Regions from separate parts of the Mus musculus genome. Here region 2 is linked to region 1. A link is a contact called in public Hi-C data. All regions are on one chromosome and are shown on one strand. Each heading gives the region's core, a stretch centred on a gene start, on an enhancer-like site or on the middle of the called end of the contact. The rest is flanking DNA. Distances are from core to core; before and after follow the strand shown.

Evidence for each region. A called contact is a pair of places that touch in the nucleus more often than the background predicts.
Region 2: a contact with region 1 is called in a Hi-C map of liver, with 2.4 times the contacts expected there. The contact joins two enhancer-like sites. A contact is called at or near these places in 1 of 39 promoter capture datasets (stem cell-derived epiblast-like cells) and 1 of 484 Hi-C or Micro-C datasets (liver).

What each region holds. Positions count from the first base shown.
Region 1 is chr4:150,218,355-150,222,744 of GRCm38.p6, reverse strand. No RefSeq gene overlaps it. Among named protein-coding and RNA genes, the nearest start is that of Eno1, 17 kb to the left of the region's middle. Within about 2 kb of position 2,629, at least 30 of the 459 cell types and tissues checked have an H3K27ac peak or open chromatin away from gene starts, as enhancers often do. A contact at or near this core is called in liver, where this site is marked.
Region 2 is chr4:150,413,386-150,417,860 of GRCm38.p6, reverse strand. The region is part of intron 2 of Rere (arginine glutamic acid dipeptide (RE) repeats); the gene reads right to left. Among named protein-coding and RNA genes, the nearest start is that of Gm52709, 52 kb to the left of the region's middle. Within about 2 kb of position 2,185, at least 17 of the 459 cell types and tissues checked have an H3K27ac peak or open chromatin away from gene starts, as enhancers often do. A contact at or near this core is called in liver, where this site is marked.

The DNA of each region.
Region 1 (4,390 bases), core at 1,380-3,879:
AAAATCAATAAATCTTTAAAAAAAATAGTGCACACTGGAGAAATGGCTCAGTGGTGTTCACTGATCTTACAGAGAATCCAAGTTTGGTTCTCAGCACCCACACTGGGCAGCTCACAACTGCTTGTAACTCCAGGTCCAGAGAGATTTTTATGGGCACCTGTCCACACACAGCACACACATCCCCACACACAGAGCACCCCCCCTCACACACACATATATATGTAACTAGAGCACACACACACATATATGTAACTAAAAGTAAAATAAATCCGGGCTGGAAAGATTTCCATGGTCACTCCTGTAGAGGACTAGGATCAGCACCCAGAACCCACAGGGTGTCTTACAAGCATCTGCATGGCCTTTGTGACTATTGACAGCAGGTAGCTACATACCAGCTCTGTACTATGTAATTTTTGACATCTACACAGTTTTGCCTGTGGCCAGAATCAGGGTCAGATATAATAAACTGGGAATAAGGCCTGGAGAGATAGCTATCTGGTACATGACAGCTCACAACTTTCGATAGCTCCATTGCCAGGGGTGGGGTCTGATGACGTCTTCTGGATTCTGCAGGCATTAGGCACCATCCATATAAGTAAAATGCATTTGGTGAATAAATCCTTTTATTAAAAATAAACGATGGTGCACTCCTTTAATCCTAGCACTCGGGAGACAGAGGCAGGTGGATCTTTGTGAGTTCAAGGCCAGCCTGGTCTACAAAGCGAGTCCAGCACAGCCAGGGCTATGTTACACAGAACATCCTGTCTCTAAAAGTCAAATAAATAAATAAATAAATAAATAAATAGTGTGTGGGAGACATGTGAGGGAAGATTTGCCTCCTGGGGCAGCTTTGAGCTGGGAACTTTGGGGAGAGAAAGATCAGAATGGCGCTTGGAGAAGCCAGTGGTGAGGTCCAACCAAGGTTTCCTCCTTGCTCCCTCTGATCCTCAGGATCCGGAGTTGCAAGCCAAGGGGAGTTGGGGAGGACCCTTGTTTATTGAAAATAATTTGTCACGAGGTAGGATTTGTTCCCTGGGTATGCAGAAAAGACCCTGACTCTGGAGATGCCCCAAATCCACTTTCCCTCCCCCCCGTGGGCCACCATCTTCAGCCTCTTTCTGTCTTGTCTCCCCAGGGATTGTTAAACACTAGCTAGGACATATTCCCCAAAGGTCCTTGACTAGGCAGAAAGGGCTGTGAGGTGTTTGCCCAGAAGGATCTGGGAGCCAGAGGTCAGGCGGCCACAGGCTGTGCAGGGTAAGGTTCAAGCTTAGTAAGTGAGTGTTCAGCTAATAACGCCTCAGGCTGCCAGGTAGGCAGCAATACACCCTGGGGTACCTCTGTAATCAGCCTCCACGGCAACTCAAGGCAAGCTCACGCTCTGGGTGGCTGACAGTGGCTGCACAGGGGACCCGAGTGGATCCGGGACAGCTAGGCACTGGGAGGGAGCCTGAGGAAGACTTGGTTCCCAGAAAGACTCAGTTGCTGAGGCTGGGCAGACTGAAAGTGTTCCAAAGTCCTTGTGTGATGAAATTTTCTGGAAGACCCTTGACCTTCTCAGAGGGCCTTGGTGTTGCAGACTTGTAACTCCAACAACAGTGAGGCAGGAGGATGGTGCTTTTGAGGCCGTTCTGAGATAAATAGGGAGACTCTGATGAAGGAAACAACCGAAAACTAACGATCTGTAACTTTGGAGCTCCTCAAATGTCATGGAGACGTTATTCTTACTGATTGCTCTGTGCGTGCGTGCGCGACTGTATGTATGTGTGCGCATGCAAGCGCGCGTTTTTATCAAAAGGTAGGCAGCTCACTCACCACTGCGCTTTCCCAGGTAGTGACGTCTGAGCTTCTAAAGGCTGTGTGGTCAGCAGGGCAGAGGTCACTCAGCATTTGGCAAACATGTGGTATGAGAGTGCTGTACACGCGGGAAGCGCCTGCCCAGGTCCCGCTGGAGAATGCTCCTCCCCCTGGAGCCACTCCCTGCTAGTGGAGGGAGGAGTTTATAGGCAAGCGAGTTGGCTGTCCTGGATCCTGTGAACAGACTGTCCCTTAGGAAAGACACTCAAGTCAGTGGTGAAGGCAAGGCTGGGCTGAAGGAGAAACTGAGGCAGGAGGCTGAATCTGCACATCCAGGCATCAGTAAGTATCAGTTAGGCAGCTTCCAGGGAGAGGACAGCTGTGAGCATTCAGGATATCGAGGAGGGGCATCTCCAAGCAGGAGAGCTTGGGGAGCCTGCTTTACCTGCCTGTAGCGTTGCTACTTCTGACTTGCTTGAGGAGGTCAATACCTCTGAGCCTCATTTTGTTCATCTGTAAGATGGGTCTGAAATACCTTTTCTTTTGGGGTGTCTCAGTGGTTGAGAACACTGGCAGATCATGACTGTAAATCTAAGTTCCAGGGAACGTGACACCCTCTTCTGGACTCTGTGGCTACTAAATTCAGGTGGGGCAAAGACATACGTGCAGGCAAAACACCCATAAACATAAAATAAATTAATATTTAAAAAATTGAAAGAGAAAGTGTCTTTAGAGGCTTAAGAGATGGCTCAGTGGTTAGGAGTACATGCTGCTCTTTCAGAAGACCCAAGTTCAGTTGCTAGGACTCATGCTTTGTGTCTCACAACCACCGGGACTCCAGCTCGTGGAGATCCAGTACCATCTACTGGGCCCTGAGGGCACCCGTACACCGGTGCATATGCCTACACAAGACCCATATACACACACATTGCTAAAAATAAAATAAATCTTGTTGGGTGTGGTCATTCAGGTCTTTAAATCCCAGCAGTTGGGGGGCAGGGAGGCAGAGGGAGGCAGGCGGGTCTCATAGTTGGAGGCCATACTCCAGATTTCACGTAGAAAGAGCCTGTTTCAAACAAAACAAAACAAACTTAAAATAATTTTTATTTTATTTTGCTTGGTGTGTATGGGTATTTATTTTATTTTGCTTGGTGTGTATGGGTATTTATTTTATTTTGCTTGGTGTGTGTATTTTTTGTTTGTTTGTATGCCTGGTGCCTGCAGTGGCCAGCAGAGGGCATCAGATCCCTTTAAAATGGGAGTTATAGACACTTGAGAGCCACCATATGACTGCTAAGAATTGAACTCTGATTTTCTGGAAGAATAGCAAGTGCTCTTAACGGCTAAGCCATCTCTCCAGCCCTCTCAAAATTAAAAGAGAAAAAAAATATTTTCATGCTCTACATGGAACCCAAGGCCTTCCCACACACGCTCAGCAAGTGCTCTGCTAATGAGCTACGTACCTCCCCAGGCCTTCTTGGGAACCTTTTAAATATCAATTAAATATATAAAGACAATGTTTAGCCAAGGATTGAATTCCTGATTCTCCTGCTTCAACCTCCAAAGTGCTGGAATTATAAGAATGTAGCACCCGGCTCGGCTTGCCCTTCCTTCCTTCCTTCCTTCCTTCCTTCTTCCTTCCTTCCTCTCTTTTCTTTCTTAAACAACAGTCTTGGGCTTGGGAGTGTAGCTCAGTTAGGAGAGTGCTTCACTGGCATGCAGGAAGCCTTGGGTTTGATCCCAGAACCACCTCCACCAGGCTTGGTATTGTAATCGATGTGAAGACGTTGAGGTGGGACGATGAGAAGTTCACACTCACCTTTGGCTACACAGGGAATCTGAGGCCAGCCCGAGGTACATGAGGCCCTGCCTCAGAAGGCAAAATCAGGTGACAGAGAAATGGCTCAGTGCTTGGGAGCAGGACCTGGGCTTGAGTACCAACGCCCACATGGAGGTTCACAACTGTCTGTAACTTTGGTTACATGGGGACCCATGGCACCCGGCATTCACATGGCATGGTGCACACACACACACACACACACACACACACATATGCATATTATATATATGCAGGCAAAATATCCATACTCATAAAACTAAAAGACAATCTTTTTTAAAAGACAAACTCAGTTAGGCAGTGGTGGCACACGCCTTTAATCCCAGCACTTGGGAGGCAGAGGCAGGCGAATTTCTGAGTTTGAGGCCATCCTGGTCTACAGAGTGAGTTCTAGGACAGCCAGGGCTACACAGAGAAACCCTGACTCGAAAAACAACAACAACAATAACAAAAAACAAACAAACAAAAAACCCCCCCAAAAACCCAAAAAGACAAAATCTCCAACCCCAAATGAAAACAAACCCAACCCAGAGCTCTGTTACGTAGACCAGGCTGGCCTTGAACTCAAAATCCTCTGATCCTCTGGCTCTGCCTCCAGTATGCACCACATCTGACTTGCTTTTTATTGAGAAGAGAATTTCCCTGGGTTACCCAGGTTGGGCTCGATCATACCTCCTGGGTCACTGGTACCATAGGTGTACGCCAACACGTGCCTACATTTCATTTCAAAAATGAAAGTTGTTGGCTGGGCTTAGT
Region 2 (4,475 bases), core at 936-3,435, 200 kb before region 1:
TGAGCTGACAGAATGACTCTCAGGTGTAGCGGTCGAATGTGTCTTATACTATAGAATGGTGGCTATACAACTACCACTTTCTGGGTAAACTGTTCTTGACTACGTAAAAGTACAAAATACTGGGTTTTTTTCTTCTTGTTGTTTTCTTCTTGTTGTTGGCATGTCTCTTCCCTAAACAAGAGAAGAATTAGAATCCTACACAGCATTACTGACATTGCCATGGTCAACAACCACAGCACACTGGGATAAATAAAGGGTCATGTGAGGTCCGAGACCAAATACCACACAGTGATGACTATCTTCCTAAGAACTAGCAGGTACCTAGAGCATTACTAACAAAGCACAAATTCAAATCTTACATTAAAAACTGAAAATTACAAAAAGCAATATAATTTGTGTTATATACTTAGTAGTCTTGTGATAAGCCATGATTAACCCCCTCCAACTTTTCTCAACTGTATCAAGTCCCCACAGCCCAGTCTACAGCGGCTCTGACCCCATCTGTGAGACACAGCACAAAAGCCAAAGCTGCACCCTAGGCAGCAGGCAAAGGCGCAGACCTGCAGGACGCTCGCCTTCTCGTCATCTCAAGCACTCAGCCTTCCACGCCACGCTACATTACTGTACAGGCAGTCCCTAAAATGGTAATTAAACAGAGAAATGTAGAGATTTAAGCAAAAAAAAAATATATATTCAATATAGGGTTAAATGAACAACTATGGAAGCTCTATCATATACAACCTATACTATGCTAGTTAGATTGAGCATACTGTCAATTGTGAAATGATAATGACTTAAAGAGTAGATTTTAAATCACATGTAATGATAATATATATTAATACTAAACTTCATGTGTTTAAACTTTCACCAGAAGAGCTAAGTAAGGCAAATTAGTTAATTTACCTCCATTGGTTTTATGACAGTAAAACTATCCACTACAAAAAAAAAAAAAAAAAAAAAAAAAAAACCCTGAAAAATACACCATAAAATTTGTACTTAAATGTAGAAATAAATAGAAATAGTTGTTTACATACTTTTCTTTAACATTTCTAGCACTTAAGACATTTAGATATCTCTGAGGCAAAACTTATTTCCAAAAGTATTTACTTTGGAATATTTAAATGCTTAAAAAAAAAAAATCAGTCTTGGGCTGGAGAGATGGCTCAGTGTTAAGAGCGCAGACTGCTCTTCCAAAGGTCCTGAGTTCAATTCCCAGCAACCACATGGTGGCTCACAACCATCTGTAATGAGATCTGATGCTCTCTTCTGTAGTGTCTGAAGACACACTATAGTGTACTTACATATAATAAATAAATAAATAAATAAATAGATAAATAAATAAATAAATAAAACCAGGCTTTAAAAAAAAACAACTTAAATTAAAAAATATCAGTCTTGACAATGTACATTTTACATTTATTTTATTTGTTTGTTTGTTTATTTACTTATTTATTTAATTGTACGTCAATACACTGTAGCTGTACAGATATGGTTGTGATCCTTCATGTGGTTGTTGGGAAATGAATTTAGGACTTCTTCTCAATCCGGTCAGCCCCACTCACAAAGTCCCTGCTCGCACAGGCCCAAAGATTTATTCATTACTATACATAAGTACACTGTAGCTGTCTTCAGACGCACCAGAAGATGGTGTCAGATCTCACTACAGGTGGTTGTGAGCCACCATGTGGTTGCTGGGATTTGAACTCAGGACCTTCAGAAGAGCAATCTTACCATCTGAGTCATCTCGCTAGCCCAACAATGTACATTTTTAAAGAAACTCAACTAACAAAATATATATACCACTCCAGTTTTCAAATCATAGACAATATTTTTTAATTTTGTAAAGTCTAATTTTCTCAGCTGGCAATAAATAGCAGGCAGTATCTGGAAAGATGACAGACCCGTGGGTAAGACCAAATTCCAGCCACACTGGCAGAGCAGAGCCAGGTTCTCACACCTCACAGTACCCAATTCAAACACCAAACAGACCGACCATGTGTGACAGAGCCAACAAGACTTCCAGCAATCTTCTCAGCCAGCACAAAGCAGAGAATCAACGTAATTATAATAAAGGGAACATTTAACAATTAACTGAGCCAGAAAAGCCGAACTCCAGAGCGTAGGAGTTCAAACTCTTGTTTACTAAGCAAAGAGGCAGAGGGTTTCACATAACTGCAGGAGCTCACAGTCCAATCATACCCTAGGTAAATACAAATCTCGTTCTGCTAGGATTGGGGTACCGGCCATCACAGACCAGTTGACTGACTTGTCTACCCAGCATGCAGATCTTAACAAAAACCCCGCAGTCTCCCAGTGTTCTTCCACAGTAAGTCCCTAGGAACAGCAGACAAAGGCTGCCAACTTGCTGTCACAAAAAGACCCAGAGGTAAGCAAACACCCCTGAAGACACCACAGTTTGCAGCAGTGCACATGGTGACGCCTGGCTCTCATTCAGCTGATGGACTCTGGGTGCTGAGGCAGGAATGAACAAGCGCTAGACATGCTCCACTGATATTCTTGCCTGGAGCTCATGAGCAGATTTGCCTTTGCTTGACCAGTACTTTTGCAATAGTTGCCCATTTGTTCAACTGGTACTTGTAATATTTCCCAGAGTACCAGGATTAAGGGCATGCATCCCCGTGCCTAGCCAAAATTGTGACTTTAAATCTTGAATAAAATATAAGACCTACATGATGGATGGGTGGGTGGGTGAATGGCGATAGACAGACAGATAAACAGACAGGCAATAGCTAGGAAAGCCTTGTTATGAAAGTTTTGTTTAATTTGGTAGTGTCTCCTGGTTTTGTGGTGCTGGGGTCAACTCTAGCACCTACTGCATCTAAACACTCACTTACTACTGATCTACCTCCAGCCCAGAGCTGAAAGTCTCCTTTCAGCAGAATCTAAGAAAACATTAACTACAGGATGGGGCCATAGAACACAGTGCTCCCTGCTCTTTGACTCACAAGCAAAGGGTAGGTTTGGTTCAGGGTTTTGTTTTGGTTTTTTTTTTTTTCCCCATGATATAAGCTGCAAGAGTGGGCTTTAATTTTTTCCTTGACTTGTGAAAATTGTATGACTTTCAAATTTCAACACCTATAAAAAGGTTTTTACTGGCACACAGACAAGCCCGCTTACCATACATTGTTTATTACCAGACAAGGAGGCAGAGACGAGAGCTACATCACACCCTCTCTGGCCCTTGACAGAGAAGTTTACCTTCCTGGTGATACTCACAAGGAACAAGAGAAGTAGCTCCACAGATCACGTCAGTCAAACCACCCAAGACGGACCACAGAGGCAAAACATCCCATTCTAACTGACCATTTACCAATCTGCCCATTTGGATATCAGAACTCTTTTACAAATGTCTTCACCAAGATGACTAAGTAGCTGCAATATCGCCATTCCAAATTCCTTGCCACATTTGGGTTTAAAATTTAGCTAATAACATGAAATCCAGAGCACTGACAGCTAACGTTCTCATACCAGTGCAAAGAACTCCTTCTAAATGCACTCATGTTTACCCTGGAAGTCCTAAGTTTCCAAGGGATCCAGCCAACTACTGGGACAGATGCAAGAATCTATGTGGTATCCTAATCTAGCTCTCTCACAAAAGACCTTCAGAAGATAACCAAAACTAGTGAGGAAAACAAAACAAAACAGAACACTGAAGTAGCAAGAGGCATGCTAACAACCATTCTAATTCCCAGGAAGATTATACAGTGCAAGAAAAACTATGCCCATAGGATCAACAATCTTATCTTTAGAGAGTGAGCACTCAACAGCCAAATAATAACCTCACAAATAACCTCAAGGACACATCTCAAAGGATTCTTCCATCATCAGCTACCCCATGCCCATATTAACAGCCAATTCCTAAAAGATAAACAGCTTTGACAGTGCTCCCCAAAGGAAACCCCCTGCTTCTGCTGGTGCTAATCTGGGGAATATTGGACACTTGATTCATACCTGAACTACACCATGAAGTGCACTGGAGGGAGAAAGCTCTCTAGCACCACTGCTCAAGCAGACAAGCAGCAGGGAAAGCATGAAATGCTTATGGAGATGTGCGTGCCTGAACCTGGTGGGTGTGTGTGGGAGCAAAATGACTTTGGAAAGTGGTGAGATCTGTGGACTAAAAATTTTGGTAGAGTGAGACAGCTGCTGAGAGTCAGGAGACCTGACCTTTCCAATAGTGATTTTGTTTTTCAAGATTTACTGTACTTTATGTGTATGTGTGGGTTTGTATGCATATGCACCATTTGGGTGCTTGGTGTCTTAAGAGGCCAGAGGAGGGCATCAAAACCCCTGGAACTGAAGTTACAAGTGGTTGTGGGCCACCGTGCATGTGCTAGGGACTAAACCAGGATTCCCTGTAAGATCAGCAAGTGCAGTTAGCTATTAAATTACCTCTACAGGCTCAGCACTTTAATTTGGGATTATTAAAATGGAGGGTACCCTTCAATGATTGG